Linked DNA regions of Triticum aestivum: region 1 is linked to region 2. A link is a contact called in public Hi-C data. All regions are on one chromosome and are shown on one strand. Each heading gives the region's core, a stretch centred on a gene start, on an enhancer-like site or on the middle of the called end of the contact. The rest is flanking DNA. Distances are from core to core; before and after follow the strand shown. Region 1 holds the start of LOC123188063 (probable LRR receptor-like serine/threonine-protein kinase At1g74360). Region 2 has its middle 27 kb from the start of LOC123188060.

Region 1 (3,239 bases), core at 476-2,975, 340 kb after region 2:
ATGGGGCACATATAAGGGCGCCTGGGCGTGTCCTCCATGTCGGACCAAGCCCACGCTGCCCCGCCCGGCCCCACATATATTCCTCACCATCCGTTCGCCGGACCAAACCCTAGCCACTTTACTGCACTCCCCTCCGCCACACAAGCTCCCGTCCGGCGGTCTCTGGCCGTCTTTGGCATGGCAGGCGGCGGATCTGAGTCCTTCACATGTAGATCCATTGACCCCGAGCTCATCCTACGCGGCCCCGAGAAGGAGATGGTCGTCCGGCTTGTGCTCCGCCACTCCCGAGAGGAAGCCCGTGCCCGGCAATGGTGGGACTCCTTCCGCAGGGAATCCATCGCATCGCCCAAATAGCGCATGGATTCGGCGCTAGGTGTGTTGTCGCTCCCTCGCCGAAGGCGGTGCGGTTCATCTGGCGTTCGAACACGGTGGCGGACGTGCAACCCCTCTGTTGGCGCGCCGAGCATCGGGACGCACCATGGGCCTCGTCCGACGAGAACATGGCACGACGTGCCCGCTGTGCGAGGCAGCGGGCGCGGGAGGCGGCGGTGGACGTCGACGAGACAGAGTCGCATTCTCCGACGCCCCGTATGATGCAGCAGTCCGGGCGCCGCAACCGCGTAGTGGTGGACGTCACCGGCTCGTCCTAGGAGGAATCCATCATCAATCTGACATCCACCGGCACTATTCGGGTTTCGGGCTCCGACGAGGAAGAGTGGGGCATGGGAGACGGCGGCGCCTTGAGTCACGTGAGCCGGCTTGTGTCCTATGCCCTACTCTACCTAGGTGGTGACCGGACCGACACTATGAGGGGCACAGCCGGCCGCCGGACATGGGACGGAGCCGGACGAGCTTCGCTCAAAGATCGTTGTGTTGCATGTAATAATATGGATTTAAGGTTTCTAATTTAAGATATTCGGATATGAAATGCATTATTTGAGACGTGATTTGTCACTGTCCGTGGACACGACAGGGCGTTTGAAAGGGCGGATTGGTAAGACGTGTCTGTGGGTGTTTGAGGGACCGAACGGCTGTTGCTCTTAACTCTTCACACGCGTAGAGCGCATCATTACTGCATTGTGCGCTTTGGAAGCTTCACGTCTGCACACGCGCGCGCCCACCACGCGCACGCGCACGGGTCACCCGTGCGCAGGCCGTTCGCTTCGGCCCCATCATAACTCCCGCGGCAGGCTGACCCAAACCGTTGCCGCCCTTCCGCCTGTCAACAACGGCGGCCGCTATTACCTGGACCAACAGTCCAAGCCAAAACATCATAGTACTACTACCAGTTTTTCTTTCAGGGAAAAACGAAAAACGTTACTAGTAGTTGATCAAGAGAAAGGAAACAACATCCAACGAAGCTTCCGGTGGAATTTCGGCGGGCACCTACGCTAGGATCAAGGATCTTGAGATGTCGTCATGCGGCCATATGGTAGCTTGAGATGTCGTCTGAGCTGTTAAAAAACAGTCTTGCTCGATCCCTTCTCGTTCTCGCAGTATTTATTCCCGACATTGCTGACGTGCCTTCTCTCAAATTTAAAAATCATCGATTAAAAACGGTGACAAATCAAGGCCTTGGAGGGAAAGCAAGGGAATTCGGGCACAACCAAACCAGTGAGAGTCGGTCAGACTCGTGTCCTTTTGGCTCCCCGTGCAGTCAGCGCCGAATTAACAAAGATGGAACAGCGGGAATTCAAAGGTCCAGACGGGGGGACAGCGACGCCCCCGCATACTACTAGTCCCTCCACCCACATGTGGATTAACCCCTAAACAACCTCAGACTTTTGTTTTGTCTTTCCGCTTGCTTACTTCACACCTCTCGTCGGCCTCGTCTTCGGATTGAGGGGCGAGCCAAGCGAGCACCGAGCATAGCAGAGAAGCCAAGCCAAGAAGAAGAATAGACCGCTCGCGCATGAGGAGAGGCACACCTTTCGTCTAGGATTCGATTCTTCCATGATTATTCAGGAGGGCAGGCCATGTCTCCCCTGCTCCTCCGGTTCCTCTGCCTGCTCCTCCTCGCAGGTACACACCGCCGGCCTCCCTTTCTTGCTCTCTTCTCTTCTTCTCTTCTTGGGGTGTGGGAGCTGAATTGCGCGTGGAGTCGGTCTAATTTGAGGGGGTCGATTGCTCTTGAAGGTGAGGTGGTGCTGATTGCCGCGCAGAGCGCCGGCGACAAGGAGGTGCTGGTGGAGCTCAAGCGCTTCCTCGTTGCCAACAACAAGGTCAACCGGGGCGGTTACGACGGGTGGCAGGAGTCCGACCCGTCGCCGTGCGCGTGGGGTGGAGTCACCTGCGACGGGGGCGGCCGCGTCGCGTCTCTGAACCTGACGCGCTCGGCCATCTCCGGCCCGGCGTTCGGCGGCTTCTCGCGGCTCCCGGCGCTCACTACGCTCGACCTCTCTGACAACTCCATCACCGGCCCGCTCCCCGCCGCTGACCTCAACCAATGCCGCGGCCTCCTGCGCCTCAACCTTTCCCACAACCTCATCACCGGGCCGCTCAACCTCTCCGGGCTGACCAGGCTACAGACGCTCGACGTGTCGGGGAACCGGCTCGAGGGCGCCGTCGCCGTCAACTTCCCGGCGATATGCGCCGACCTCACCTTGCTCGACCTGTCCACCAACAATCTCACGGGCAACATCACCGGCCTGTACGACGGCTGCCCCAGGCTGGACAAGGTCGACCTCAGCTCCAACAACTTCACCGGCGAGCTCTGGCCGGGGATCGCGAAATTCAGGGAATTCAGCGCCGCCGAGAACAACCTCACCGGCAGCGTCCCGTGGAGCACGTTTCCTGGTGGCTGCAGGCTCCAGTCCTTGGACCTCTCCGATAATCAGCTGGTCGGGGGCTTCCCGGATTCCGTCGCCAATTGCACGAATTTGACCTACATGTCGCTGTGGGGGAATAATTTCACTGGGATTATACCTGCCGGAATCGGGAAGCTCGCCGTCCTCGAGACGCTGATTCTTGGGAAAAACAAGTTCGATCGGAAGATACCGCCGGAGCTGACGAACTGCGGGAGGCTTCAGTTCTTGGACATGAGCACCAACAAGTTTGGCGGCGACGTGCAACAAATTTTCGGCAACTTCACGAGCTTGAAGTATCTTGTGCTTCATCACAACAACTACACCGGAGGCATCGTGGCCTCCGGCGTGCTCCGGCTACCGCTGCTCGCCAGGCTCGACCTCAGCTTCAACCAGTTCACCGGCGAACTCCCTCCAGAGATGGCCGACATGAAG
Region 2 (3,463 bases), core at 214-2,713:
CCACCTCCTAAGCGTCCCGAACAGAGGCTCTACTTCTCCCTTGAGGATCCCAGCTTTGCTCCAAGCACGCCCCTCGCCCTCAATGCGGTGAACAATCGTGCGTACGAAGGGAGAGACCCCATCAAACACGATGGCGTTGCGATGTTTTCATAGCCCCCACATCGTCAGTAGAAAGACGGCCTTGTCATCCTTCGTCCTATTGCCAAGGTCCCAAGTGATAGTGCACTAGTCCAAAAGTCATGAGGCCTGTCGTGGTGTCTAGTTAGGCTTGCCCGTCGCCGAACAAATGATAGACCAAACCTGTCGTGCAAAGACGCAGTGAAGCAGAATATGTTCGATGCTCTCATCATGCTGGTCGCAGAAAGGGCACGCTTCCTGGTGGTCGAGCCCGTGTCTGACAAGTCTATCAGAGATCCAACATCTGTTCTGCAGTGCTAGCCAAGTGAAGAAGCGGCATCTCAGTGATGCCCTTAATTTTCAAGTGAAGTCTGCCATTGGTACGATATCGCGTCGCTACGAGAATGTCTCAAAAAGAAAGCTTGATCTGTTTTCTTTAAAAAAAGAGAGAATGACAACGAGATACGGTCCGCACAACGATCAGTGTCTTCCTTGCAATCCACAAACTCTCACCGTCCCGGCCAATACCACACGCTCTGAGTCGCCCCACACGTGCATGCAAATGCAAGCAATCAAATCAAGCAGGTCGGCGTCGATCCACATCGCCGCACACGTACGCTCGCCTGCACTCTACCTAGCGTGCTTGTGTTGACCATGCATAACAATCGTTGGACCGCTGCCTCGTCACGTATCGCCCCCACCCCAGTGATCGCACGCGCGTAACGTGCGTGCGTGCGACGCCTCGATCGCCTGCATCGGGACACAAAGAGCCGCCGCTATCCGGCCGCGCGTCGTCTTTGGCGTTTCACGTGTCGGGAGGAGACGTCGAGTGAGATGAGATGTTCTTATTGACTACGATGACGCTTGGGATGACTGTCATAATTTTAGGTTGTTGTCCAGACTCAGTATCTTGAAGATGTTCATATAGATAGAGTGTGTTTATACGTTCATATATGCGAGTGTATGTGCATGTATATGAACATCTGCATCGTAGTAGCACCGAGGAGGGCACATCACAGTTAGCCGGACCCATGTGCCGCTGATTGCGACGACGGGAAGGGAACAAACGACTGAGCGAAGGCAGATAGATCATTCGCAATCGCAACAGCACCGTCATCCCGATCACCTTTGTCTTGTCGCGTACGTATATGCTTTTGCTATGCGCTGTGCATGTGCTCGCGACCAACCATGCGTGCCTCGATCCAACAATCATTCCATCATTAGACAGGAGGGCTGTTAGCTTCTGTTTTGTTTATGCTTGAACTTGAAGATGCCGTCTTCACGGCTCCGTGCCAGGCGTAAGGTACCATGCTAATTGTGCTGTGACAAGGACATGTGGAGACTGCACGCGCAGCTCAAGCCACACGCCGCCCAAGATCCTCTCCGCCGCGCCGCGCCGCTAGGTAGGTAGGTGCAACTTCTCACCGGATTTTGTGCGTGTCTCATCTAGAGGCCAGGCCAGGGCGGGGAATGTGACACGCTGTTCATCATGCATGTGTTCATGGCGACCTAATTAGTTCAGCGTAATTTAATTTCGCGTCGCGTCACGTCTCACCTAACCTGAAAGAAACAAGGGCGTACGCATACGTGCAGGTTTTCTTTTCGGTCAAAAGCACGAGTTCTCCCCGCGGAAAAAGAAGCAGCACGGCACGGGTTCAATCCAAACCCCAAGTAATCGCTGGAGAAAAATGGTGCCTCCGTACGGGAGGATGTTTGCGCATGCGCGTTAGTCGGACGACGGACTGTTTTTTTCAAACCCACGCCATGCACGCATGCGTGTAACTAATGTGAAAAATGTTGTTCTCGCATGGATGCATGCACGGTCGCCATAGAGTGAAGTCTGATTTAAACCTTAAATTTGTAGAGCTCATCCGAGATGAACCCTCATCTTCAAATTTCCGAAGTCCGTACCCTGTATTTCATAATCCCGGTCGTTTTTAACCTTAAGGTCGTATCCAAACAGGAAAAGGGCCGGGATTGGCGGATTAAACATAACATGTGTGTGTGGCCTACTTATCAGTGGGAGAAATAAAGTGTGAGGCCACTTCTCGGCAGGAGAAATAAATAGCAAGATGAAAATGGAAAGAATACGATACGGACCAGCGAGCAAGATCGAGCTCTGCACCTGTTAACCATCCCAACTAACTATCTTTTGGTATGTCTAAACAAAAAAATACTGCATTCGCAACCGGTCGCCGCCGCCACGAGAGAGGAACGGAGCGGGCTGCAGTGTGGCTTAGGAGTGAGGACAAGACTGCGTGCATGCGGGGTGGCCGGAAGCCACGGCGACGAGCAATTTAAGCGGCAGCGGAGGACGACTCTAGGTATAGGAGCCATGCGCGGAGCTACATTAGGAAATGGGTGTACATATGTGCACCCATTAATTTTGGTTTGCACTCTAAGAACATGTAAGACACAAGCGTAACAAGAGTATTTTGCATATACTATCAATTAGTTCTAATTAACTAAGATAACACCGAGCTTGAATTATGTACACCCACTTTTGTAAACCTGGCTCCGCCACTCAAGGAGCAGTTGCAAGACGGCGTACTCGACGGCTGTAGGCAGGAACTAGGATGCACGACGGCGTACTCGACGGCTTTAGGCAGGAGCGAGCGAGTGAGCGCGGGTGCACGACGGCATACTCTACGGCGAGCAGGTAGGACTTCGGCCTTGGATGCGGTGTTGCGCCCATGTGCAGGACACTGGCCTTGAACGCAACGGCCTCGGAGGTGAGAGCGTGTTGGTCGTCGCTCTGGCGTCCCGTCTCCGCCCAGCCGCGCACGCTGTCCACGAACTCCCGTTCAACCAGAGAACCCATGTTCCGGTACCTAGGCAAATCGTGGGACGAACTAGGCCGCCTGGGGCGCGATGACTTTGAGTTGGCCTTGCAGCCGACGCGGGTGGCGCCCCGCTACAGAGAACAACTCTTTTAGCTGTAGTAGTACAGCTTGCCTAGCATCCATTAATCCATGCAAATAAAAAATATCATGCATGCAGCGGAGTATGCAATCCAAGCCAAGTCAACAATCCCAGCGTCTCCCTGTCACATCATCAAATCCCCTCCTAAAAGAGTGTCGAGGTTAGAAACGACCGGGATTATAAAATACAGGGTGTAGACTTCAGAGATTTAGAAGTGAAGGTTCATCCCGGACGAGCTCTATAAATTCAAGGTTTAAATCAAACATCACTCATCGCCATATGGCCTGTTGGACAAGGCGTGTAGAAATATTGGCGTTTTTGTTAGAAAATGAGGAGCCGATAATGTACCCCTCCTTAAGGAAATATAAAATGTTTAGATCACTAAAGTAGTGATCTAAACACTTTTATATTTCTTTACAAAAGA

What was found. Hi-C and Micro-C count contacts between places; a contact is called where the count stands out from the background.
Region 1: a contact with region 2 is called in a Hi-C map of leaf, with 2.7 times the contacts expected there. The contact joins the promoter of LOC123188063 here to the enhancer-like site in region 2. A contact is called at or near these places in 1 of 5 Hi-C or Micro-C datasets (leaf) and 1 of 1 datasets of contacts at active chromatin or transcription factors (leaf).

Annotation. Positions count from the first base shown.
Region 1 is chr2A:146,511,608-146,514,846 of IWGSC CS RefSeq v2.1, forward strand. LOC123188063 (probable LRR receptor-like serine/threonine-protein kinase At1g74360) reads left to right here and starts at 1,726. Exons shown (of 2, transcript XM_044600090.1): 1 at 1,726-2,022; 2 at 2,137-3,239. The coding sequence starts at 1,977.
Region 2 is chr2A:146,169,863-146,173,325 of IWGSC CS RefSeq v2.1, forward strand. No RefSeq gene overlaps it. Among protein-coding and RNA genes, the nearest start is that of LOC123188060, 27 kb to the left of the region's middle. Within about 2 kb of position 1,464, at least 1 of the 8 cell types and tissues checked has an H3K27ac peak or open chromatin away from gene starts, as enhancers often do. A contact at or near this core is called in leaf, where this site is marked.